6 separate regions of the Mus musculus genome follow, and all the other regions are linked to region 4. A link is a contact called in public HiCAR-type, HiChIP or PLAC-seq and promoter capture Hi-C data. All regions are on one chromosome and are shown on one strand. Each heading gives the region's core, a stretch centred on a gene start, on an enhancer-like site or on the middle of the called end of the contact. The rest is flanking DNA. Distances are from core to core; before and after follow the strand shown. Region 1 overlaps Gpr89 (G protein-coupled receptor 89). Region 2 has its middle 24 kb from the start of Gm40102. Region 3 holds the start of Cd160 (CD160 antigen). Region 4 holds the start of Acp6 (acid phosphatase 6, lysophosphatidic). Region 5 holds the start of Chd1l (chromodomain helicase DNA binding protein 1-like). Region 6 overlaps Gm40102 (a long non-coding RNA gene).

What was found. Promoter capture Hi-C pulls out the DNA fragments that hold promoters and counts their contacts. HiCAR-type assays count read pairs that join an accessible place to other places. HiChIP or PLAC-seq counts read pairs in DNA pulled down with a chosen protein or histone mark.
Region 1: a contact with region 4 is called in an H3K4me3 HiChIP or PLAC-seq map of bone marrow-derived macrophages, with 2.3 times the contacts expected there. The contact joins the enhancer-like site here to the promoter of Acp6 in region 4. A contact is called at or near these places in 5 of 39 promoter capture datasets (the HPC-7 cell line, cranial neural crest, hippocampal neurons and 2 more), 5 of 115 datasets of contacts at active chromatin or transcription factors (bone marrow-derived macrophages, embryonic forebrain, embryonic limb bud and 2 more) and 3 of 9 other capture datasets (adipose tissue, embryonic stem cells and liver).
Region 2: a contact with region 4 is called in a promoter capture Hi-C map of hippocampal neurons, with 2.0 times the contacts expected there. The contact joins the enhancer-like site here to the promoter of Acp6 in region 4. A contact is called at or near these places in 5 of 39 promoter capture datasets (the 3T3-L1 cell line, cranial neural crest, embryonic stem cells and 1 more) and 2 of 115 datasets of contacts at active chromatin or transcription factors (acute myeloid leukemia and embryonic forebrain).
Region 3: a contact with region 4 is called in a promoter capture Hi-C map of hippocampal neurons, with 2.3 times the contacts expected there. The contact joins the promoter of Cd160 here to the promoter of Acp6 in region 4. A contact is called at or near these places in 5 of 39 promoter capture datasets (the C10 cell line, embryonic stem cells, hippocampal neurons and 2 more), 1 of 484 Hi-C or Micro-C datasets (embryonic stem cells), 7 of 115 datasets of contacts at active chromatin or transcription factors (the SCID.adh cell line, T-cell acute lymphoblastic leukemia, embryonic stem cells and 3 more) and 1 of 9 other capture datasets (embryonic stem cells).
Region 5: a contact with region 4 is called in a HiCAR-type map of astrocytes, with 2.2 times the contacts expected there. The contact joins the promoter of Chd1l here to the promoter of Acp6 in region 4. A contact is called at or near these places in 7 of 39 promoter capture datasets (the 3T3-L1 cell line, cranial neural crest, erythroid cells and 4 more), 1 of 484 Hi-C or Micro-C datasets (embryonic stem cells), 3 of 115 datasets of contacts at active chromatin or transcription factors (astrocytes, embryonic forebrain and embryonic stem cells) and 1 of 9 other capture datasets (adipose tissue).
Region 6: a contact with region 4 is called in an H3K27ac HiChIP or PLAC-seq map of embryonic stem cells, with 2.7 times the contacts expected there. The contact joins the enhancer-like site here to the promoter of Acp6 in region 4. A contact is called at or near these places in 5 of 39 promoter capture datasets (cranial neural crest, hippocampal neurons, liver and 1 more) and 3 of 115 datasets of contacts at active chromatin or transcription factors (embryonic stem cells and forebrain).

What each region holds. Positions count from the first base shown.
Region 1 is chr3:96,887,373-96,891,803 of GRCm38.p6, forward strand. Gpr89 (G protein-coupled receptor 89) reads right to left here. Exons shown (of 14, transcript NM_026229.4): 6 at 3,431-3,551; 7 at 2,537-2,617. Among named protein-coding and RNA genes, the nearest start is that of Gpr89, 16 kb to the right of the region's middle. Within about 2 kb of position 2,104, at least 13 of the 459 cell types and tissues checked have an H3K27ac peak or open chromatin away from gene starts, as enhancers often do. A contact at or near this core is called in bone marrow-derived macrophages and macrophages, where this site is marked.
Region 2 is chr3:97,519,840-97,523,926 of GRCm38.p6, forward strand. No RefSeq gene overlaps it. Among named protein-coding and RNA genes, the nearest start is that of Gm40102, 24 kb to the right of the region's middle. Within about 2 kb of position 2,277, at least 35 of the 459 cell types and tissues checked have an H3K27ac peak or open chromatin away from gene starts, as enhancers often do. A contact at or near this core is called in hippocampal neurons, where this site is marked.
Region 3 is chr3:96,812,601-96,816,458 of GRCm38.p6, forward strand. Cd160 (CD160 antigen) reads right to left here and starts at 1,921. Exons shown (of 5, transcript NM_018767.3): 1 at 1,870-1,921.
Region 4 is chr3:97,156,130-97,160,411 of GRCm38.p6, forward strand. Acp6 (acid phosphatase 6, lysophosphatidic) reads left to right here and starts at 2,648. Exons shown (of 10, transcript NM_019800.4): 1 at 2,648-3,236. The coding sequence starts at 3,039. n-TEctc12 (a tRNA gene) reads left to right here and starts at 1,956; the gene lies at 1,956-2,027.
Region 5 is chr3:97,608,012-97,611,936 of GRCm38.p6, forward strand. It overlaps Chd1l (chromodomain helicase DNA binding protein 1-like), which reads right to left and starts at 2,179. Exons shown (of 23, transcript NM_026539.2): 1 at 2,052-2,179. The coding sequence starts at 2,160. It also overlaps a transcript of Fmo5 not described here.
Region 6 is chr3:97,553,668-97,558,083 of GRCm38.p6, forward strand. All of the region lies in intron 2 of Gm40102 (a long non-coding RNA gene), which reads left to right. Among named protein-coding and RNA genes, the nearest start is that of Gm40102, 9.6 kb to the left of the region's middle. Within about 2 kb of position 1,959, at least 3 of the 459 cell types and tissues checked have an H3K27ac peak or open chromatin away from gene starts, as enhancers often do. A contact at or near this core is called in embryonic stem cells, where this site is marked.

The sequences.
Region 1 (4,431 bases), core at 854-3,353, 270 kb before region 4:
AATTTTCCTCCATGGCTGATTGGAAGCTCGAGGGCTGGTTCTTAAATTTCACTCAGAATGCATTGTCCCCATCTGGATCAGTTTAAAGGACCGCTTAACTGCACCTGACTGGAGGTAGAAGTTAAGCCTTTTCCTCCCAGGTTCCGTGTATATTCCACCCTGCCCATCCTGTCCACAACAGATACTGTTCTTGCAGGCCACTGTGCTGAAATCTAAAATGGGTTCTGGTCACCACTCCTCCCAGCTATGGACACTTGCCAAAAGGTTATTCTACCCTGTGCTAACTGGGAGGGCTCCGTGTGTGAGCTGTTTGTATGTCCCGTTAGCCCCACTAGAAGAGGCCGTGCTGATCAAGTCCAGCTGGGAGACCAATTCCTCTGAGAGCCTAGCTAGTCAAGTGACTCGCAGAGGGACCCAACCACCCTTGATTCTGACAGACAAGAACTGGTGGGTGATGTGCCTGAGTCAGAGCCAATTCCTAACCATAGCTAGTATAAGATGGGCAAGAGGGTCCATCTACAACAGCCTCAGGTCTGATTCTACCTCAAATGTCAGGTGTGTCTTTTCATTTATAGAAGAAATATCACAAAAGCAAGAACAACCTTGGGGACAAAAATAATATAATTCTCTCTCTCTCTCTCTCTCTCACACACACACACACACACGTGTATGTGTGTGTGTATCACTATTGAATATTTTTATTTTTTTTTTAAATATTTATTTATTTATTTATTTATTTATTTATTTATTTAATGTATGTGAGCACACTGTAGCTGTCTTCAGACACACCAGAAGAGGGCATCAGATCCCATTACAGATGGTTGTGAGCCACCATGTGGTTGCTGGGAATTGAACTCAGGACCTCTGGAAGAGCAGTCAGTGCTCTTAACCACTGAGCCATCTCTCCAGCCCCCAGTCTTTTTATTTTTTAAAAACCTTACATTTCTATAGAAAGTACAGAATATAAGTAACATATTTGCAAGCAAAATAAATGTACAGCCACATGTCCACCTTTCACATTTAGTACAGACATGTAAATAACTGTTCAGCCACATGTTCACCTTTCACACTTAGTACAGACACGTACAAACTGAGACAAATACTGCTCAGTAACTTGGAGCCTTCATTGTTATTCTGTGTCTATGATGTCTCTTCCATTAAGGCTGCTCTGACTTGATTATGGAGCAAACTATACAAGCGTGTTGGAGGAGAAAATATGAAATGTGAAACCACTCAAGTCAAAACTACTACCACTCATATGTGGATAATAACTTTGATGAAGACAGCAGACAATAAGCTTCATGAACATGTGTTATAATATTGAGCAGAGACTATTTCATAAAGTTAAAGGCAAATGGGCTTATGGAAACTAAGTTATTATCACAGATTATTGATAATGTCAGTACTTGTCTTTGCTAGGTATCACTCGCTGTTCTTAGCGGCTGCACGGGTCTCAATGCATTAACAGTTCCCTTTTGTCATGTGACAGGCTCCTTCCATGTAGCCAGGTCACTAACATGTACCATGTACCCTAGGCAGGCTCTGAACTCCTGATCCCCCTGCCCGTGCCTCACAAGTACAAGCTTACAGCCATGTGCCAACCCACGTGGCTTATTTCATTTTTTTACACATAAGGAAACAGAGGCACAAAGACACAATGCCTAGTTCAAGGATGCATTGTAGGGTGTAGACAAAGATTCTAATACAAATAATGTGATGTCAGATGGCTTTGTAGGCTTACTGTGACACAGATTCTATAAAAATGCCACTTTGAAAATATAGATTAAAAATACCTTTTGGATGACTTTTACATTGCACTTTTTTTTTTGACTGAAACATTTCATTGTAGAAGAGTCTCAAGGAGTTTATGAAATTCAGGAGATTTAAGACTCAAAGAAGTCCCTCCTATATACAGTTTACAGAAGTGCTGAGCAACTGTTGGAGGAAGGAGAGAGGGAGGGAGACGGGGAGGGAGGGAGGGAGGGAGAGAGAGAGAGAGCATCCATCTCCATGGATGTTCTTCAGTACAGAGCTGCCTCAAAGCTGCAGGGTTGGGGCTCCAGTACTAGAGCCTGCAAGAGGTGTCACCCACACTGTGGGCTTTCAGTGATGTAACTGCCCGGGTCACTCACATGATCCTATGAGTAATCTCACGAAAGTCACAGGATCACCAAGCTGAACTTGGATGGAATCCTCTCTTTGCTCTGTCACTGCCCTGTCTATCTGGGTAGAGAGGAAAACACCGTCTAGAAGACTTAAAGGAGCTTAGGTAGCTGGAGAAAAAGAAGTTGGAACAGTCTTAGAGTAAAGGATGATAGCCTTGTCCTCTGCACAGTGACGTTAAATATGTACATAACCTCCAAATAGTAAACATTATTCCAACAATTTAAAGAGAAGTGCTGAAATTCAGAGGGTAGAACTTAAGAATTTTCTTCCTCTGAGGTGAGAGTAGAGCTTCGTGGTTCAGTACCCTACATACAACAAGTAAGAAAGCGTCCCACCAGCTCTTTACAGGGACACAGGGTGCCAGCCTCACCTTTTCTTTTTGCTTATGATCATGTCCATGGTCTGCAGCAGTCGCCGTTCCAGGGCAAGAATATCTGTGTCAGTCACGTTCCTGCAATGAGCAAGAAATGAGTGATGTCTGGGATCCCATGCTTGGGCATCATAAACTCCGTAGAGCTATTTTTCTGTTGTCCTAGTGCGGCAGTGGGTGCCCTGTGCTCAGCCTTCCTTAGCTTTGACCTAGACACATTTGAAATAAATGCTTATTGGCTAGATCATATATTCAATCTGTGGGTCGTGACCCTCAGGCAATTGTCTATCTCCAAATATGTTTACACTACTATTTAAAACAATGGCAAAGTTACAGTTATGAAGTAGCAATGAAAATAATTTAATGGTTGAAGCTCCTCACCACAAGATGAGGAGCTGTCAGGAAAGTGGAGAACCACTGGGCTAGAGAGAAGGCTTGGGGTTAAGAGTACTGGCCACTGCTGGAGAGGACCTGGCTTCCCAGTACCTGGAAGTGGCTCACAGATGTCTCCAACTCCAGTTCTAGAGCATCTGATGTTTTTGTGGGTACCAGGCATACACACAATGCACATACATACATAGACAAACACTCATAGGCGTAAAAATTAAAAAAGATGCTTAAGTTGGCATGGTCTCCTACTATTTGATGTCAAGGAGGAACTAATTTCCTGTAGTTGGGAGAAGCTCACACTGTTGTCCACTGGAAAGATGTATTTAAAGAGTGTATGCAAAGGGACATAAAATTCGCCACTTAGAAAATAAATGAGCCAGATGTGGTGGCACATGCCTGTAATCCCAGTGTTCAGGGGGTTAAGATAAGAGAATCTAAATTAAAATCAACTAAGGGTACATATTCAGTAACAGTGAAAAAGGAAGGAGATAAAGTATGTGTTACCTGAGGAAGTAGGACATGTATGTGTACGGACAGTTGACAGCACCAAATCCGGAAAGCAGAGCCATGAGCGTCACCCCGATTACGCCTACCCGGCTGATGAGCTGCTCTATGGACAAGATCCCTGAAAACACCGATGCACGTTAATACTGGGCACTACACACAGAGCGGCTTCCATCTGTGTCACGGAAGCAAACACTGCTTACAACATCAACCGGTATCTTATACAAGCCCATTACAACGTTTGTTTTATGTTTATTTGTTATGTGTATGAGCATTCTGCCTACATGTGTGCTGGTACCTGTGGAGGTCAGAAGAGAGCGTGAATTCCCTGGAACTGGAGTTACAGATGGTTGTGAACCATCACACGAGTGCTGGGAACCTGCCTAGGTCCTCTGCAAGAACACCAAGTGCTTTTAACCACCATCTCACCAGCCAACAAGCTTATTTTTAAATATTGGCAGGCTGCTGATCTTTGCCTTTGTTTATTATATGAAATGCTGAAACAGATACTGCTATTTCATTTTAAGTAAATTAATTATGATACATATGCTTTCTTTAAAATTGTTTTTAATACTTGTACTAGCTGGTTTGGTGTGCCAACTTGATATAAGCTGGAGTTATCACAGAGAAAGGAGCCTCTTTTGAGGAAATGCCTCCATGAGATCTAGCTGTAAGGCCTTTTCTCAATTACTGATCAAGTGGGGAGGGCCCACTGTGGACAGTGTCATCCCAGGGCTGGTAGTCTTGGGTTCTATAAGAGAGCAGGCTGAGCAAGCCAGGGGAAGCAAGCCAGTAAAGAACATCCCTCCATGGCCTCTGCATCAGCTCCTGCTCCCTGACGTGCCTGAGTTCCACTCCTAACTTCCTTTGGTGATGAACAGCAGTGTGGAAGTATAAGCCGAATAAACCCTTTCCTCCCCAACTTGCTTCTTAGTCATGGTGTTTTATGCAGGAATACAAGCCCTGACTAAGACAATGCTTTATTAATTTACTTCTTTGCC
Region 2 (4,087 bases), core at 1,027-3,526, 360 kb after region 4:
GGAAGATTAAATGATTTGCACATATTAATTTGAGTGATCTTCACAATAACACTTGGAGGAATGTTGATCCTGATGGAATCAACATTCAAAATCCACCTGATCGGCTTTTCTAGTTCCTGGGAACAAACATTACATTCACGAAGAGAAATGAACACAGCGCCCAAGTTTTCGATGAGTAAGCTTCACTCCACACCACTGCACCGAGAAGCTCGCACATCCACTTCTGGAAAACCTACGGGCTGTCTGCAATTTTGCCTCGCCATTCTGTGGGGGTTGTTCTGGGAACCACCACTCACAAGGACAGTTATATAACCACATCCTCAGAAGAGAGACGGGGCATCGGAACACACTGAAAGGCATTTTTCTGAAGAATGTATAAGACTACAGAGGATATTGAGGCCCAGGTAACAGAAAGGCTGCTCTGAATGCCCGAGGGGCTGTGAGATGGGCATGCGCAGACGAGGTGGCTTTAAGGTGAGCCTCTGCGGGGACTGTGTGGCTATGGGAGCTGCTCACAACTCATCGGGTGTCATCATAGAGAAGCATTTCCCAACACAAATTTGGTTCACCTGTGAGGGGGCTAAACGTGAGGCCACAGGAATTCCCTATGAAGAGAATCAGTCCCGCTTGCTGTGGAAGTTTCAGAGGAAATTCCTTCCTGCATGCAGGGGAGTATCCCGGGACTTCTCCAATCCCTTTTTGTAAACTTTAAAAATTTTTCTGTGTCAAAAAATTGTGTATTAAGGAACTAGTATATAAGATACATTACATTCATGCTTTCACTGACAAAAATAAAACATAGTACTTGTTTTCAAATGACTAATAGATATTTTTAAGTTAAAACAATAAATATGGGGGCTGGAGAGGAAGCTCAGCATAAGAATAGCGTTGGGGGAGCTACAGCGTACTTGCTGTTCCTGTAGAGGACCTGGGTTTCATTCTCAGCCATCGCATCGGGAAGTTCACAGCTCCTGTACCCTCTGCTCCAGAACATCCGATGCCCTCTTCTGGCCTCTGAGCATCAGGCATGCACTTGGCACACGTGAATACATTCTCAAAATAGAAAAATAAAGAAATCCTTTTAAAAAGTACAGCAGTGAATTGTTCAAAGTTCCTAGCTATATAAGCCGACGTTAAGTTAGCTAGTGCTCTTGTATCTTAACTTGATGAGGAAATGGAAGTTGAAGGGATGAGATGAACACTGAGCCAGATATTGCTTGGGATAGAACCGGGATACTGTTGGGGGTGACATTGGAATTGTATAAGTGGTATTTAATTCAGCAGATGTGGTCATGACCAGATCCTGTCCCTGACCTATCAACTCTGAGTGGAGAGGTGGTGAGGGCCATAGACCAGGGAAATTGCAAACGCAAGCAAGTAACACTCCACAAACTTTCCCAACACAAGATCCCCGTGGCCTGGACTATACCTTGGAGAGAATTCTTCCTTTGAGTTGGGCTTGTTTGAATGGGCGGAAAACAAAGCAGGCAGCCAGGGCCACCTCTCTTCACTTCCCACCACCCAAACCTCAGCCTAGACCTCTCAGCTATAATGGACAGCAAGGAGAATAGAAACCCGTGCTCTGGCCTGATGGGTGAGCTTGCCCTCTGCTGCCAACCTCATGTCTCCTCACCAGGAGCACTGGACTTTGCCCGCCTATGGGGAGACAGAAAGGAATGTAGCTGGAGCTGCCCGCAGAAGGAATCGAAAGGAAAGAGCAGGAAACACATTCGTGTATGCTGAGGCTGTCCTTCAAGAGTGTAACCTGCTGGTAAAGATTTGGCCAACTTCAATCTAGATCCTTCCTCAGGCAAAGGCTGTTTTGTGACCTGACATCATCCTGAAAGACAGTGAGGGGAGTTCTGAAAGAGAGGCCAAAAAGGCCTCTGGCTTCCTCTGGAGGAGAGCATCTTTGTACAGTATTCTGAGGTGAATACAGCTTGTCTTCTAGTTACCCCACAGGTTCACGTGCAAGCATCACCTGCAAGCATCTTGAAGAAATATGCTAGCCATGTTGTAGCTTAAGATAGAGCACTCGTCAGATTCTGAGAAAATGACTTTTAAAAAAAAATGTCAAGATGAGATTTGACTGAGATAAACTATGCAACAGGCACTTCTGCCCCTGTCAATAAAACCCTGGTTTAGGGATTCTCAGTAGAGCCATGAACACATTTTGCTTTCCAGGACGCTTCTGCTGCACACAGATGCACTCCTGTTCATGCTGTGGCGACTGGTTTAAGGGACTCGTACTGTGAGCGTGGCTGGCAGCCATCGCAGGTATGTCCGTTCCACAGGTGTGTTGACTCTACACAAAGCAGATTTCACCTGTGCCAAGCCCGGGGTGATTCCTCCGTCTGCCCTGCTGCCACTCCCAGGATGCCGAGGGATTCTGAGTAAACACAAATCCCTGCTCCCAGGATCCATGCAGATGCATCTTCTCTCCTAGGTTAAAACGGCATTGCTGCTTGGCCACTTCCCTTAATCTCCCTGAGTTGTTGATAAACAGATTTTCTATTCCAGTGCTTCCACATCCCCTAAGGCTCCACCACTGCCCCCCCCCCCCACCTCAGCTCAGTTCTTTCTCCAAGACCACTTCATTCTTAGCAGATGGCCATCCTAGTACAATACTGCTCCCCCTTTCCTTTAAATGGATGCTCCCCTGACTTCACTCCAGAGAGACTTGGTCACCATGGCAACCGCTGCCAGCTTTGGTTCATTTCCTCAGAAACCCCAACTGGCAGAGCTGGTTGAATCAAGGAAGTTTTGCAGAAAAATTCTGGGAGCTTTTGATACACGGGGCTGAAATCTTGGAGGCAGTTCCAAATTTAAATCACCAGAAAGAAACGGATCCCCAAGCTCAAAGGATGAGCAAGGAAGGGTCTGGGAACAGCAATCTGTTGTCCTGGTAGCTGTTGGTCAGTTGTGATAGGGTCTATGAAAACAGAAAGCCAGTCAGGAGACCCCGCTATCAAAGGCGTTGTCATGCTTTGTTTCTATGCCTTGAATATGCATTGAGGGTGGGACCCTTAAAGGAAGAAACTAAGTATCTAACACAGCTTCTACCTTCCCTGTAATGTCAGAGCCAACGTTCACTGTTGTAGGTACAGAGTCGCAGCTCAGGCCTGTTAGCAGACATTGTTGCTGTCCTCTTTGGACCAGACACTGTGCTCTGTTGTAGGAAAGGAAAGGAAGGGATACAACACAGGCTGGCCCCTCGTGGGAGATGCTAGCACACTAGCAGAAGATAATAGACTTTCAGAATAGACCATAGTCAGCTATTCTGAAGGCCTTATATCACAGAGCTTTCTACATTAGCAAGACAGCAAGGGGACTCCACAGATTTGGAGAAGCCTGACCAACAGAGAAGCACTGATCAATCCTCTACAGCACCACTGAGCAACCAGATATTCACCCTATTTTGAATCAGTCCACAGAGAGGACCATAAACTCCCCTCGGAGGTACTCATCCTTTATGTGTGTGAGCGTTCGAAAATTCTCTTCTCCTCAGCCTCTTTTAGCTTCCTTGGCCCCTGAGAAAAAACTCTCTCAGCCACATTTGAGGTTAATAATCTGGGCTCTCACAACAACCAATGAATGAAATGTGGTGTGTGGTGTACCCATTTGTTTTACACCAACTTGACACAAGCTAGACCTGTTTGGGAAAAGGGACTCTTAACTGAGAAAATGCCTCCATAGGATTGGCCTACAGGCAAATCTTTTGGGTGTAGCTACACCCAATCTTCTTGATGTAGGAAGGACCAGCCCACTGTGGGTAGTACCAACTGTAGGCTGGTGTTGCATAAGAAAGCAGACTGAGCAAGCCATGAGGAACAAGTCAGTAAGTAGTGTTTGTCCATGATGTCTGTATCAGCCCCTACCCTGAGTGCCTTACCCTGGTGACATGTTACCCGAAGTGTAAGATGAAATAAACCCTTTCCTTCCCAAGTTGTTTTGAGTCATGGGTTTATCACAGCAATAGAAACCCTAAGGCCCTCATAAGAACAACTTGCAACCCATAGAAGGAAAATGGGTAATCCACGCCAGGACAGACTGCAGAATACCAGCAGAACAATGGTTTCATTTTGCC
Region 3 (3,858 bases), core at 671-3,170, 340 kb before region 4:
CTCGCTTAAAGTTGCAGAGAGTGGGTGGAGAAGCCAGACTCCTAACCGTTTGGAGGAACCCTTTGGTTCCTCTTACAGCCACCTCTCTTCTCTCAGACACTAAAGAACAGAATTGAGGATGCAGGTTACAGAGGGTTAGAAAGGGAGAAATTCAGGCCCGGGGGACTACTGGGATAAGGACTCTCTTGGCAGAAATCACCTTGATGCCAGGAGCAAGCACCTTATGTGTAGCAGACGGGCAGTGCCCGGAGTTCTATCCGCTAGAGGGCGCTGTCTCTTTAGAAGCTAGGGTTGAGTGCCGGCGCCCGCGGTGTCTTACCAGGGTCTGTGACTCCAGTTTGAGAGCACCCACCACTGTCCTAAGCCTTCTTGCTGGCTTAACCATGGTCAGTATGAACACCAGGCTAACGTGTGGTGCGTGTGTGTATAGGCAAAACATTCATAACATATGAAATTAAAAAAAAAAAAAAAGAGCCTAAAATCACTAAAGCAAAAGGTATAGGATAAGCAAGGAAACAAATTCTATAAAGACAGAGTTACAGAATATACAAGAGAAGAATATCTATCTTTAGGATCTAGTGTCCATCCTATATCTATCAGAATTTCTCCTTTTAAATTTCAATATTTTATTTTGCGGGTAGGGCTGTTTTGCCTGCATGCATGTCTGTGATCACTTGTGTGCCTGGTGCCTGTGGAGACCAGAAGAGGGCATCGGATCCCCTGGAACTGGAGTTCTAGAGGTTTTGAGCCTCCACGTGGGTGTTCTCTGCAGGAACAACCCCTGTCTAGTTTAATGAAGTGGCGACAGCTATGACAGCTGCCGGCAGCTTTGACGATAACCCATGCTTTCTACCAGTGGCAGAGTCTACCGTGGAAGCAATTGGCCGCTCCCTAGTCGAGACTGACACAGGCGGAGATGCGTTTTATCCCCAGATTCACAAATCCCATTTGCGAGCTGAACTTGCAGAGGGTCACACATCCCCTTGGTTAACAACCACCTCTGATTCACAGGCAGAAGGTGTGTTCCCCCCCCCCTCCCCCAAGGAAGTGGCCGGGACTGAACTTAGGGAGAATTGTCCATTTCTTATAAACCCAGGAATGAATTGGCTGGCTTCCTCTGCCCAAATCATGCCGTGGCTAAAGGCTGCCCTTGCTCTGTCGTCTCCAGTGTGTGACCTCTGGGACATGAACACCCTTCAGAGACGCTCCATGAAGGTAGTTCACAGCCCAGGCTGGGCCTGAGGGCTTTAGCGCAGGCTTGGCAACCTTTGGTTGCTTTCTTGCAGTGATCTTTATCTCCTTGATATTTATGAAAAGGGATGACTCTCACCTACTGTCTTCTCACGAACACAGAACTAAAGAGAGCAGCCTGTAGGACTCAGCACAGCATGTGTGAGCTAAGCTGCCCAGGCTTAACTCTAAAGTGCTCTCTGAGACTTTGAGACTTCCCTCTTAGGAATGTGGTGTGGCCCTCTGCCATTTAAGGCGTGTCTGAACCAGCCAAGGACCTGAAGCCCATGAGAAGGATGAGCATACCAACCATCTGACATGAGTAGTCTCTCTCTGTCTGTCTCTATGCCCCCCCTTCTAGATCTCCCCCCCCCCAGCCCCCACCATCCAGGGGTTTCTCTGCTGTGTAGCCCTGGCTGTCCTGGAACTCCCTCTGTAGAGCAGGCTAGCCTCAAACTCCACTTGCCTCTGCTTCCTGAGTGCTGGGATTAAAGGCGTGTGCCACCAGCTTCTGCCTTAGTTTTGCCTTTGAGAAGCAAGCTTCTCACTGGCTTAACTGAGAGCTTGCCCTGTGTGAACAGTTCTGCTAAGCATTCCATCTCTCCTCCCAGAGCCCAGGTTCCCAGCAGGCCTCTTTACCTCAGGACAGATGTTCTTCCTTGCTCTCAAGCTGGGGGCTCACGCTGAGTGTGTTCTGGGTTCCCACACGGGGCCTTTTGCTCTTGTTAAAAACCCTATCTCCCCACTTCCGTCACAGCTCGGCCTTTCACCATTGATCTTTGAAAAACCACAGAATGGGTTTTTAGCAGCGAGGGGGTCTTCCTGTCTTTCTTTCCCCCGCCCCTGTAGTTTTTACTCTCTCCTGTTGCTCCATCACACCCCCTGACTTCTCTCTCTCTTTTGAAATGCACTAAGGTTCAAAGAAGACTGAGAAAAAATGACTCCTTAAAATAGATTTCTTTACCTTTGGAAATGAAGGCGTGAGAAGGAGGACACTGGTAACAGAATGACCAGAAGACATGCTCTCGGGGATAAAGGTGCTGCATCTTTTCCGTGAATACCTTTTGATTTGAAGTAGGGCTTTGTTAAGTTAATTCATCCCAAAAAGGCTTTTATCTTTTAGTCTTAAGATGTCAGTCTGAAACTATGGTGGGCAAGGAATGGCTATTTGGGGGGCACTAAAAATAGACCAGACCTGTAGCCCTAGGACTGGAGGAAGATCAGAAGTTTAAGGCCAGTCTAGGCTAGAGACTCTGCCTCACAACAACAACAATAACAACAACAACAAGACATCATAGTTGGCCTGGTGTTAGATTCATTCCTATGGCTAATCAGCCCACACTCGCCTGAAGTCTCACAGCCACCAAGAGCATGTCTCTGAGAGCTGGTTGTAGCCTTTACCCAGAGGATGCGATGTTCAGAGCACAACCCATCTGTTATAATGTTGATTCTGGGCTCCCTGCTGCTACAGGGAGACAGTCACCTTACAGAAGACCCTATCTGTGAGTCAGCAAACACACTCCCTGACATCATGCTAACGCACCCACTCACCTGTATAATGGGTACACTTCAATTAGAGTAGCCCTCCCCCACACGTCTTCCACAACCTGGGAGTTACACATCCCTTCCCTGGAATTTCCTTCTCTAGCCCGACCACAGGCTCATGCTATGGAATCTTCCTCCACTGAGACTCATAGAAAAAGAGACTCACTCTGCCTCCCCGGCCTGAGCTTCCATTAGAGGCCTGCCAGGCTCTCTGTCTATCCGTGATGCTGAGGACTAAACTCTCCTCACACCCCAGACTATGCTGGTCTTTGCCTGTTTGTATGTCCAAGGCATTAAAAACTCACCGAATCAACTTCTTAACCAAAAGGACAGTCTGCCTCACTGTGCCCCGTGACACATACACGCGGCCCTGCTCAGCCATCGCAGCTTCAAAGCTTTGGGTGGACAAAGCAGTTGCTGCTCTTCTGTTTGCAGCAGCTCCTACTGTACTGGGTCTGCCAGAAATGAGACGCTGTTTCTTCAGTTGACTATCAGACCATTGAGAGAATGGAGTCAAAGAAGTAGAAATGTCCCCAAGAGTCTTCTGCCGGGAGAAGGAAAAGTCTGCGGCCTGAGGTGGGGATTTGTCCCTCAGCAAGATTCTCTAAAAACCCGTGAGGTCTCTTGATGGGATGAGAGCAAAGCCCAGACAAAGATGGACAGAACCACACCCTGATGGGGACTGCTCAGCTGTGCATATCTTTGGCCTTCTATTTAGATTATATTTCTAAAGGTTTATTTATTTTGTGTATATGTATAGTTTTTGTTCTTGTGTTTGTGCTTGTGTCTGGTGCCCACTGCAGGCCAGAAGAAAGCATAAAGATTCCCTGAAACTGGAGTTATATATCTTCAGGAGTTACCTGGGGATTCTATAAGAAAGCAAGTGCTTTTTAACCATGGAGCTTCAGTCTCTGAGCCCTCCTTAAAACCTAGTGAGTTCCAGGACAGCCAGGGCTATACAGAGAAACCCTGTCTCGAAAAACCAAAACCAAACCAACCAAACAAACAAAAATACCTAGCTCTCACTTCAGGACCCCAAAGATGGACTTGAAAGGCTTACTTGATCTCTTTGTCCTTCATCCC
Region 4 (4,282 bases), core at 1,398-3,897:
CCTCCTCCTCCTTCTTCTTCTTCTTCTTCTTCTTTTTTTTTTTTTTCAAGACAGGGTTTCTCTGTGTAGCCCTGGCTGTCCTGGAACTCACTCTGTAGACCAGACTGGCCTGGAACTCAGAAATCCGCCTGCCTCTGCCTATCAAATGCTGGGATTAAAGGTGTGCGCCACCACTTCGGGATGATTTCAAGACTTCTTTTTTTTTTTTTTTTTCTCTTTTTTTCTTTTTTTTTTTCGAGACAGGGTTTCTCTGTATAGCCCTGGCTGTCCTGGAGCTCACTTTGTAGACCAGGCTGGCCTCGAACTCAGAAATCCGCCTGCCTCTGCCTCCCGAGTGCTGGGATTAAAGACTTCTTACTTTTTTTTTTCTCTTTCAGCTTACTACCACTACTGTACATATTGTCAGGACTCCCGGGTGCTAACAGGTAGTGCTTTCCTTTGCCAGCCTCACCAGCTGTGGCTCCCCCTCCCCCACTCCCTGATGGCACTGCTATTGCTCTCTTGGGTCAAAGGTACTCATGATGCTCACCCGGTGATTGCCAACGATGCCAGAGGAGCAGGGTGTGCACCAGCCTTGCTTTGTCCACCACAGCAGGAAGTAGGGCAGCCAGATACCAACCTTCCATTGCCTTGAAGGCTCTCCAGCGTGCTAAGAAAGCCAAAGAGGCTGAAGCTGCTCCAATACTAGGATCTGTTTATACTGAAACTGTACTATGCTTTCCCTCACCTGTCTGAGGGCCACCCTCCCCAGCTGGAGGAGTTCCAAGGCACTACTCAGGTTCCAATGTCGTATTTCCCAGGGCCCCTGAAGGTCTCGGTTTGTCTTGTGTTTTATTTTGGATCTTAAGTGTTTACCCAAAAACTCATGTACTGAAGGTTCAGTCTCAAATGCAGCAGTGTCCACAGTGGGTCTCTTGTGGGGAGGCAGTGACTCTATCACAAAGTTTCTCTCTCACCTACGACCTTGACTGGCTCTTAAAGAGGTAAGACCTAGTTGAAGGAGTGGGTCTGAGCTAGGATAGGGCAAGGAAAACTATTGGGACACAAGAAGACAAGGGGGTCCCCACTCTCACTAGTCATCAAGCAAGGATTCCTTTACTGAAGGCCATTCTCCCCTTGTGGCTGTAAATCCACAATCTGAGACTCTCACTAGAAACCGCAGGGGCTCCTGGTTTTACCTTAGCAGACTCTAATCTAGATGAGGTTCCCTGAAGTTGTCCTCTAGTTGCACCAGAAACCAGAAGGGGTCAGGGTGAAGTGTAGCAACCCTTCCAGATGTGAAGGAGGTGGGGTGGGGTGTGCTTCTCTCTCTCTCTCTCTCTCTCTCTCTTTTTCCCCAGACATGGCTTCTCTGTGTAGCCTTGGATATCCTGGAACTCAACTGTAGAGCAGGTTAGCCTTGAACTCACAAAGATATGCCTGCCTCTGCTTCCTGAATGCTGAAATTAAAGGCCTGCACCACCACGCAGGGCCAAGATGTATCTTGAGAGTCACTAAAAGAATGTATCTGGTAACTGCTAAGACATTTTGCTGTGAATCTCTTATGGGAAGCCCAGACCCATCCACAGGTGTCTTGTTCTCTCACTAAGCATCTCTCTGTCATAGCTCTTTTGCCTAAAATCGGTTACAAATGGCTTCTAATAAACTGAGACTATTCTGTGAGAAGCCCATAGCCATGTAAGGTGTGTTATGTTCTTTTTTTTTTTTCTTTTTTTTTTTTTTTTCCTGTTGCTTTTCTTTCCATTCCAAACAGACTTCAAGTCTATTTTTTACTGGTTTGCTTTGAAATTCATTTCGAAGTTGAAGCCCACGATACTGTTCCGCAGTTAAAAGATTAGGAGAATGCCTTCAGATGTTGACAACACTACCGCCATTCCTCCAGGCCTCTCCTGACACTCTTTGGTGGCTCCAATCCAGGTCTACTATCTTCCCTCTCAAGCCTCTGTCTCCTAACTTCCCTGGTGGTCTAGTGGTTAGGATTCGGCGCTCTCACCGCCGCGGCCCGGGTTCGATTCCCGGTCAGGGAAATACTGTTTTTTCTCTCACAATTTTCTAAAAAAAGTACTTAATAATCACTCGAGAAAAAACAAAAAACAAAAACAAAACAAAAAAACCGCTGGCTCTAATGCTTTGCGCATGCCCCGAGAGTGCTCTACCGCTGAACTACATCCCTAGCTCAATTTTCTTAAACAAAATGGGGAAAGGGAATTTCACAAATAGGAAGCACTCAGCTGATAGATGTTTCAGGTCTTGACTTTAGTAATCTTGCTTTGGGGACTTCAGGGAATTCTTCCACATTCAAACTACTCCCCTTGCCCACCAATCCTAACACTGCCTCCCCTTACCCTCATTTCCTCCCTACTCACCCCAGGCAAAGCCTCAAGGGAAAAAAAAAAAAAAACAGACGAAATCCCTTAATTACCCGGGGCTTCTTGGCAGCCTTAAATTGAAGACTGGCGGGACTGGGAGTGGAACGTGGGAGGCGTGGGGGGGGGGGGCGGGACCTTAAGCATGGCGGGGGGCCGACGGAACTGCCCTCCCTGGGGACCTCGGCCGCGCATAGCATTGTGGAAGTTGTAGTTTTTACGGGTCTGAGTTTCCAGATCGGACGAAGTCTCAGGACTCACTTTCCCGTGCTCCTGTGCGCAGACTTAATTGGAGCAGGTCCGTGGGAGGTCAGGAGATTGCGTGGGGAGCTTGGTTATAAAATGTGGACCCGAATCCCGGGTGTCCGAGGAACTTCTGCTTTTGCGGCCTCCCCTTCACACGGTTTGAAGTGCAAGTTTCAGGTCCAAGTAACTGCCCTGACTGAGCCTGCATGCAGTAGGGGCGGCCGGCAGACGCTAGGCTTAAACTACTAGACAATCTTTCTGCTCCCACCCCTTTCTCTCCACCTCCGGCCTGACTGTCGCTGGGTCGCCCCGCTAGAGTCGCTTGTTCTGAGAGCTTGGATGCACTTGCCCTCCAGTTCCCGCGAACTTCTGAGTAGCTGCTGAGCCGCGTTGCCTGCGGAGCCCTCAGCTTCCACAGCCTCCATCATGCGCGTGTGGGTCCCCGTGGGTGTCCTGACCTCGCTGGCTTACTGCTTCCACCAGCGGCGGGTGGCCCTGGCCGAGCAGCGGGCTCCTAATGGCCAGCGTCCGGTGGACCGCAACCTACTGGAGCTGAAAATGGTGCAGGTGGTGTTTCGACACGGGGCACGGAGTCCGCTCAAGCCTCTCCCGCTGGAGGAGCAGGTGAGAGGCGGCCCACAGAGGGGTTCTTGGGGACACACTTTAGCGTCCCCCGTCGGGGCTCGGGCTGGGTCCAGACCAGAGGGAAACAACAGTAGACTGGCCCTCAGGCTGTGGCCTGGAGTCATCATCCCATGCTCATCCCAAACCACCGGTGTGGTGTGTAAGCCTTCCTGGCTAGGGCAGCCCCTGCCCCCCAAACTTTCAGTTGCTTGGTGTAGTGAAACTTTTCAAAGATGCATAAGAATGTCCCAGGCGGGGGTTCTTATTTAAATGCAGATTCTGATTCTGCGGATGTGGAGTTGGGTCACGTTTCGTAGTTCTGTGGTTGAACTTGAGTTCAAGGACCTTGTAAGTGCCTGGTTGTTAATAACAGAGATCATTGTACCAGGAGATACCTTTAGTGCTTCCGCAGTACAGAGCAAGCTGGCACCTTTGGAACCAGATCTTAATACAGATTTTTCTTGTGGGCTTGCCAGAGACCATTTGAGATCTTGTGAAGTCTTATTGCGGACAAGGACTGTATCTTGGGGTTCTTTAAGGTCAGGTTTAGAAATCTGGAAAGGATTTGTGGTAAGAAGGAGGGAAAGTTAATTAACTAATTTTGTGGCTATAAGTCAGGATAATTATGATTAAAGCACAAATAATTAGCTTTTTGTTTAAAAAATAACCCCTAACAGTATACAAGAAAAGGGCACCAGAAGTCCCTAACACCCCGGGTTGAATTTACCCATGGAGTCTGTATTTGTTCAGTTGCAAATACTCTTAATGGTCATTTCTGTTTTCCTGAAGGGCTGTGAGTTATAGTTTCAACCCAAGATCTGGTCTTTAAAGAGGGTTACACATGAAAAAGCCAAGCAACCAGGGCAGCTCTCACATAAATAAATATCTTTTAGCAGGTGTTTGTTTACCAGGTCTCCAGTTAGCCTGTTCCTATGGCTGTACTACTTTCTGTCTGGCACTGCAACCCACTCTACGCCTTTAACATTAGATCTCTCAGGTTGTCTTATCATTTTGTCTACACATGCCCACCTCTTTGCACCCCTCCT
Region 5 (3,925 bases), core at 929-3,428, 450 kb after region 4:
AAATAACAGTACGGGTATCTAAAAAAGTCACAAAGAATCATACAGTTACGTATCTAAAACCAAAACAAACCTATAATAATGTAAATCTGTGTATAAATATACATATGTAGCTTTAACACACTCTTCTCACCTGGGCTGACAATGCTCCCTCCCAGAGCCAAAGACCACCCAATAAAAACCCAAATAGAAGACATGAGAAGCCCTCTTTTGAGTTGTTAGGATTGTAAACTAAAATTTCTTTTTCTGTAGGCATAAATTATTTCATGAGCACATACAGGGAAGAAAGGCCAGAAGGTTTTCAATGGATTGCCATCTCTGAATACTGCATTTATTCTAGTAAACAGAAAGGGCAACTGAACTGTGCTGTCGGGGCTGTCCAGGAGATCCCCAAAATAGACAGTCCATTTCTATTGACCTAGGGTGCATGCCCAGAGGTGGAAGGACTTGAGAAACAGGAATCAGAGAACCCTGAGCTGTAATGCTGCCTTCTACTAACACTTGTCCTTATACCCACAAATAAGCGCAGTCCTCTCCCCTCATCAAGGAAACTTTCCTTTGACAGAGATGGAGAGCAATAGAGAGGACCACAACCAATTAGAATGCAGAGTGTAGAACTCAGTCCCAATGGATAGATCCACACCTAAGGTATTGTGGAAGAGGGGACAGAAAGCAAGGTCAAAAACTTTGTTGTCAAATTGTGTCTCCAAGTAACACCAGACGCTTTGTTTACACTGTCACCAACATGACTGCCCACACATGCAGATAGTACCAGTGAGCATGCCAAAATGAACAGAGAGGAGCCATTGAGGCCTCAATCCTACACAAAGAACTACAGGCAACTAAGAAAAGCTAAGAGCAATAAAAGGGGTCTTCTCTAGGGAGGAGCACACCAACTGGCTGTCCAGTGCCAACCAGTCAGCCCTGAAACGTACATACAAGTGACACTAAACACACTGAACTAGTATATCTAGGAGTATTTATGTACATAGGTATAAGCATAGGATAACGATTAAGTGGGGGGAGGGAACATGGATTTGAAGGAGAGAATGGGAGGGTTTATGAGAGTGTAAAGAAGTAAAGAGGAGGTGTAACTATAATCTCAAAAATAAAAATTTTAAAGTTGAATATAAATGGAAAATATTAATATGAACTGCTTGTCTTTCACTTCGCCCTCATCGTCATCTGCCCCTCCTCTAAGCTAACGGAACTTTTTTTTTTTTTTTAAAGAACGAGTCTCTCTATTACATAGCCCTGGCTATCATGGAACTAGCTGTGTAGAGCAGGCTGACCTTGAACTCAGAGATCCACCTGCCACTGCCTTCCAAGCGCTGGGTTAAAGGGTGCGCCACCGCCTGGCAGAAAGGCACATTTTGTTGCCTTTCCAAACCCTCACCTTTTGGTGGTACTTGGCACGTGTAAGTCAAGCGCTTCCTTATGCTTTCAAAAGCACGTATCCGCTAGTAAAGAAACTGGGTCCTAGGGCCGCTATTTATTTTGTTTATCTGCTCCCCATACCCCACAGTACTCTCTCGACAGCAACAAATAACGACCACGAGGTGACAACTGGTGAGTCATTATGACTTTCCGTTACACCAGCACTACATTCCCAGCAGACACATAAGGAAAGGAGTCTTGGGATGTGGAATAGAGAGAACGCCGCAGGATGAGGATGCTCCAGGTCCACTGGGGTCTGCAGGCCGGCGGTCTCTAAATCTGGAACCTACAAACTGAGGTCTACACATCTGGAGCCTACACACCTGGGGTCCACACATGTGGGATCCCCTCACTTGGGACTCGTAATGGCAAGTGGGCTTAATACGAAAGCACAAGAGGCACAGGACAGGACAAACTTTGCTGGGCAGCGCAACTTTGAGAGTTCATTAGGGAGCCGCAACAAGTGAGTGCGCATGCCCAGTCGGCAGGGAAACGCAGACTGGGAGGAGCGAGAGCGGCCGGGAAGCTGCTGGCTCCCCCGCTGTCCCCGCGTAGGCCAGCGCTGCCGCGCGCCTTCCCGGCTCCCGCCCGCCCCCGGGCGTCCCCGGCCCGCTCACCAGTCAAGCCCCACTGCTGTAAGTCCGGTTCCTGCACCCGCGTCCGAAGCGGCTCCGGCCCGTGTTCGGCCGGCAGCGCCTGCAGGAAGCGCGGCAAGCCGCTCGCCATCCCGAGAGGCCCCGCGCCTTCGCTCCCGCGCGTGCGGAGTACAACGCACCGCCGCCAGAGGGCGCAGCTCGCGCGCCTTCCCACGCTTCCTTAGCACGCAGGTGCGGAAGACTCTGGTCTAAGTGTGCGTCTGCGACTAGGACCTAGAGGCTGCCTTTGCTAAAAGCTCTGACTCCTAACTTGGGTTGCTTGGGTAGCTAACAGCAAGCTCAAAACTTGGCAAGCTCCCCACCCCCCCTTAATTTCTTATCTGTCTTCTTTAAACTTTGGGTCCGATTCCTGAGCAGCTTTCCATGTTTTCAGTTACGATGCACATGCCTAAAAACTAGTACTACAAGGTAGATACGTCTTATATTATCTAACCTTTTTCTTCATGTATGACTAAAAACACCAAAATAAGATTAACTTTATCTCTTAAAATGTGTAGTGACAAGATACATTCAAAGAAAAGACCCTGGTGGTACATTCCTGTAATCTCAGCATTGGGGAGGCTGAGGCAGGAGAATTTGTGAGTTCAGTCTAGCCTGGGCTGCAAAGCAGGAAGGTGTCAATAAATAATAAAGATCAAAGCTCAGTTAGCAGAATGCTTGCCTCGAATGTACCAAGCCCTCGGGTGGGGCATGAGGGTGAGCACCTGTAATCCTAGCCCTAGGGAGCTGTCGGCAGGAGGACCGGAGCTCACGGTCAGCCTCAGCTACACAAGTTTGAAACCAGCCTAAGGTGCAGTAAACCTTTTCTTAAAAATAAAGTGCGAGAGAACTTCCCCCCCCCCCATCCCCTCAAGATTCCAAGAGTAGCCATTCAAACAGAACATCTATGTGTGATAAAAACAAAAACAAATAACAAATAACTAATGGCCACGTTGTCCTAAGAAGGACCAAGGCTGGCCCCACTATGCAGAAGTAGTCCTCTAATGACTAAGGGACTTTACCCATCCCGTTATACAGACTTCTCCAGGAACACACAGAACCAGAACTGAGGTACAACCAGATCAAGAGGGGAGATGTCAGATACACCAAGGTCATCGCACCCCTCTGTGATCAATTATCCCGTTATACAGACTTCTCCAGGAACACACAGAACCAGACCTGAGGTACAACCAGATCAAGAGTGGAGGTGTCAGATACACCAAGGTCATCGCACCCCTCTGTGATCAATTACGTTGAGGTTAAAGATTAACTCAAAAAAAAAAAAAAAAAAACAGTTCTCAGTGGGTACTTGAAGTTTCTTGTTTATAATATGAACTACTAGTGGGCTCTTACAAGAACATAGTGTGTTATCTGTCCCTTACCAGTGGAACTGAACAAACTTGCCCCCGTTTTCCAATAGAGCTGTATTGAATACAGTCCTTTTTTCACTAGTCGTTTTTCCATTTGATTGGGGGGGGAGGGGCAAATGGCTGGACCTGGTTTGTTGAGAGTCCCCCCAAATCAAAACTCTGGCAGCACTTCTGACCGTACTCTTGAGTCCCCAAGTCACTAGAAATGCTTACCAAGGGTTGGTTTTGAGTATCAGCTGTTATTTAACCAACACTGCCATCGTGTGCCTCGTGTGCCAGATTTCCCCTGTACTGGGGAAATAGAATTCAGTTAACAGTCCAGGCAGACAGTGCTAAAGCTGTAGCTGGAGGCACTCCGGTTCTCCTGAAGTGCTTTCCACTCACTTATAACCGCTTTCTTCCCCTCCATCTAGGAATAAAATTAAAATTGGAAAGAAAGTGATTGATGCCGACCAAAGCCATGGGCGTTGCATAGTGGGGCTGGAC
Region 6 (4,416 bases), core at 709-3,208, 400 kb after region 4:
TGTCAAAAATTAGGTGGCCACAGCCATGTGGGTTTATTTCTGGGTATTTATTTTCTCTATTATGTGTATATTTACCAAGGTATACATTCTATTCCATTAATATACTATCTTTGTCACTATGGCTCTGTAAATTGTGTTTGGTTTTGGAGACATGGTCTTACCGTGCAGCCCTGGTTGGCCTGGAACTTGTTATGTAGACCAAGTTGGCCTCAAACTCAGAAATTGTCTGCCTCTGCCTCTGCCTCCCAAGCACCACAACAACCTGCGAAGTACAATTTGACATCAGGTATTATGAGCCTTCTGGCACTGTGCTTTCTACTCCTAAAATTCCTATGGCTGTACTTCCATTTGAACTTTAGAATTGTTTTCTCTGACTTTGTGAAGAATGTCACTAGATTTTTGATAGGGATTACATTAAATCTATAGATTTGATAAATCTATAATGTAATAGATTTTGATAGTAGAGTCATGTTCATAATATTAAGTCTGCCACTCCAGGAAGTTTTTGACATAGTCTAGTGTCTTATCAATTTTTTTCCAGTGTGTTCATATTTTCATTTTAGGGGTCTTCCACCTCCCTGGTTAGGTATATTCCTTGATATTTTTGAAGCTATTGTGAATGGGATATTTGCCCTGATTTCTCAGCAAATGCGTGTGTAGCCAAATTAGTATATATACATAAAAATAATGTTGATTTTTACGTCCTAAAACGTCACCGAAAGAGGTCTAATATCCTTCTGTTGGAATCTGTGAAGTCTTTTAAGTATAGAATTATGTCATTTGCAAATAGGAATATTTTTACTTCTTTTCCATTTTTTAAAATCTGTTTTATCTATTTCTCTTGTTTTATTGCTTTGGCCAGAGTTTGAACATATTTTGTATAAGAATCGAAGGAATGGGTACCTTTGTCTCATTCTAGACTTTTAGAAAAAAATAAATGATGTTTTCTTTAGTATAACATTGGCTATGCCCATTGTATATAGCCTTTATTAGGTTGTGGTGTGCTCCATCAATTTCAACTTTCTTCGATGACTTATTCACGAAGACTCTTCTGAACTTTATCAAATGCATTTTCTGCGTCCATCAAGATGATCATAAGAGTTTTGTCTGTAGGTCTATTAGCATGCTGTTACATTTACTACCTTGCATATATTGAGTCAGTGTGGCATTGCTGGGATGAAACAAAGCTGCTCATGATGTATGATCTCGATGTGTTCTTGAGCTCAGTTTTCAAGCATTCTGTTAGCATTTATTTCAGGCGTTCATCAGATTGGTCTGTAGGGTTGTTGTTGTTGTTGTTGTTGTTGTTGTTGTTATGCTGTGATACCTGGTTTTGATGTCAGGGCAATGCTGACTTTATAGAATGAATATGGAAGTGCTCATTCTTGTTTCTGTTTTGTAGACCATTTCAAGAAGTGTTTTATATTTTCCTAAAATTCAGGAAGTAATCTCTTCACCCGTGGGACAGGCTATGCACAGACAGCCTGGTCTCCAGTTGAGCTGAGGTCTTGAACCCTGGTGGGACCCAATGGGTGGTAATTTCCACCTACATGGGATGGAAGGCATTCCGTCATGTCTCCTGGACCCCTGGCTCCTGTTGAAGTTACCACTCCCACAGGCCCCACAGGAGAGGCAGGTGGCTTTCAGTCATATAGGAACAGCACCAAGCCTTCCCACATGCAAATTTGAGGTTTCCCCCAAACTCTCAGTCCTAGCCAATGTAAGATACCTGCTGTCGAACCCTGAATCACCCCCAGAACTGTATATAAATCCATCCAGGAAATTAAAAGTACTCGAGAACTATTCCTTTGTCTGAGTCTTTTGTTCTAAGAGCTGTATGTAAACTTGGAAAGAGATCTTCTCTCCCGAAGAGCCACTGAGCTTCCCGCCACACTCCTCACTGGATAGTCGGCTCAGTTCAGAGCTGCTGGGAGTTACCAAGAGACCTGGAAGGCGTGGCAGAGACTTTGTCTTCCTGCCTGCACTCCCTTCCTTTTGCTGGAACCCTTGCACCTGGCCTGGACAGAGATATTCGTGGAAAACCACTGGTATCCAGGCCCACATTCACCCCTGAGTTCTTTTTCTGGGGAGATTTTTAACTACTACTCCAATCACATTGCTAGTTAGGAGTCTGTCTCAATTTTCTGGCTTTAGCTCTGGATGGTGTGGTGGTTTGAACATGAATGTCCCACCCAGGCCTTGATGTTTAAATGCCTGGATCCCCCTGGTGCTGCTGTTTGGCTAGATTCAGGTGTAGACTTGCTGGAGGAAGAATGGCACTGGGGATAGGCTTTGAAGTTTTAACAGCTCTGCGCCATTCAGTTTGCTCTTGACTTACTGTTTGCAGTCTGAAACATGAGCTCTCAGCTCCCTGTTTCCTGTTGCCCCGATTCCCAACCACAGTAGAGTCTTACCTTTCTGGTACTGTAAACGCAAATAATTTCTTTCTTCCATAAGTTGTTTTTGGTCATGGTCTTTGCTATGGCAATAGAAAACATACTCAAACCATTGGTCATGTGTTTAAATTTTTATGTTCCTAGGTTTTTCTAGCTCTTAGTTTGTAACCATATTCCCTTTTCTTTCTCCTTCCTTTCTTTCTCCCCAACCCCTTCTCTCATATACAGTGTATGTTGTACAGAGTTGTTCTACAAGACAAACAGCTGCCATCATGTGGGCTTCAGCTGTGCTAACTTGCAAAGGATTATCCCCACTGGGCTTGGTGACTGTTGATTCCCCTCATAGAAGGGCAGGGGTGGTCACCAGAACCTCAAATGAGTGTCTAGCTGCCCCCTTCTACCTGTTGTACATAACTCTGCTCTAATTACATGTCGCTAGAGTATACAGGCTGAGGATGACTGGGGAGAAGGGCTCCATCTATGTGGCTATGGAGAAGCCAATATTCCTCCTAGATTAAGACTGCCTGGTGTGGCATGGTGGGCACCCACAGTAAGTAACCCCTCACTGTGCTCTGTAAGCCCAATAAACTCATTGGCTTCTTAGTGTAATTGTACCTGTTTGTCATTGGAACCTTAGGAGGAAGGTGAGACATTGTTTGCATCACCCCAGGAAGACATCTCAGTAAAATATGTGAGGGGTATAAAGATATGGATGACCATGCACACACAAAGGACACAGCAAATACTGGGTAGCTTCCCCTATTGCTCCCTACTTTACTGGCTTGAGACAGGGTTTCTCAATGATCCTATGGTTAATGGTTTAAGCTAGACTGGCTGACCAATGAGCTCTCTGGACCTGCTTGTCTCTACAGCCCAATGGTGTTACCAGCATACATCTGGGTGCCATTCTACATGGGCGGTGAGGATCTGAGCAAGTTCTCCCACTTACAGAACAAACACCCACTGAGTCCCGGAGGCAGCCTCCGAGCGCCCTTTCACTTCTAAATGTAATCATTTGGATCTTCTCTCTTTTGGTTAGTTTAGCTCAGGTTGTCACTCATTTATCTTTGATCGATTCTATGCATTTATTTCCTGTTTCATTCATTTCTGCCGTAATCTTTACTACAGCCTGAGGTGTATCACTAGGTTATTTGACATCTCTCTGATCATCCTATAGCTACAAACTTCTCTCTTGGGACTGACTTGGTTGCATCTGGTAGACTGTGTTTCCTTTGATTTTAGGAGTTTTTAAAATTCTCTCTTGACTTCCTTTCATTCAAAAGCATACTGTTCAGTCTCCAAGTATTTGTGCATTTCCCAAGTTTAGTATCGACGATGATGCTCTGGGATTTAGAGTTTTGAGTCTACCTGTGTCTTTTGTGAGTTACGGGTGTTTGCATTCAAGGTTACTATTGAAAAAGGTTTGCATTACTGGTGATCATGTGGCTTGTCCTAGCTGGCTGGATTATTAGTGGGTCTTCTTCTGGCATTGGGGATTTCTCACTTGCTGTGTGGAAGGGGTTTCTTTCCCATCTATCCTCTGTCCATTCTTCTCATGTAATGTATGTTCTGTGTTCCTATCAATGAAATTGTCTTTTTCTTCTGTACACAGTACTTCCTTAGTAATTGCCTTAACTTATATAATTTATATAATTATTATTGTATGTGTATGCTGTTTTGCCTGAATACATGTCTGTATGCACCTCACATGTGCTTGGTGCCTGAGGCCAGAAAAGGACACTGGATTCCCTGGATCTGGAGTTACAAATGCAAGCCATCATGTAGGTCCTGAGAACTAAATAAATTCTAGTCCAGAAGACTAGAGCAGTGCTCTTAACCTCCAAACCAACACTCAAGTCCCATATGCTTATTTTAATATATTTTAATTTTTATTGCTCCACCAATTAAAAAAATTAACTTCATTAAGTTAGTAATTTACTTTTAGTGTTTGTAATATGTCAATTCATGCTTTCCTGGTTTTTAGGGTTGTTACTCTGACGTTTGCTTATGTATGAGTTGA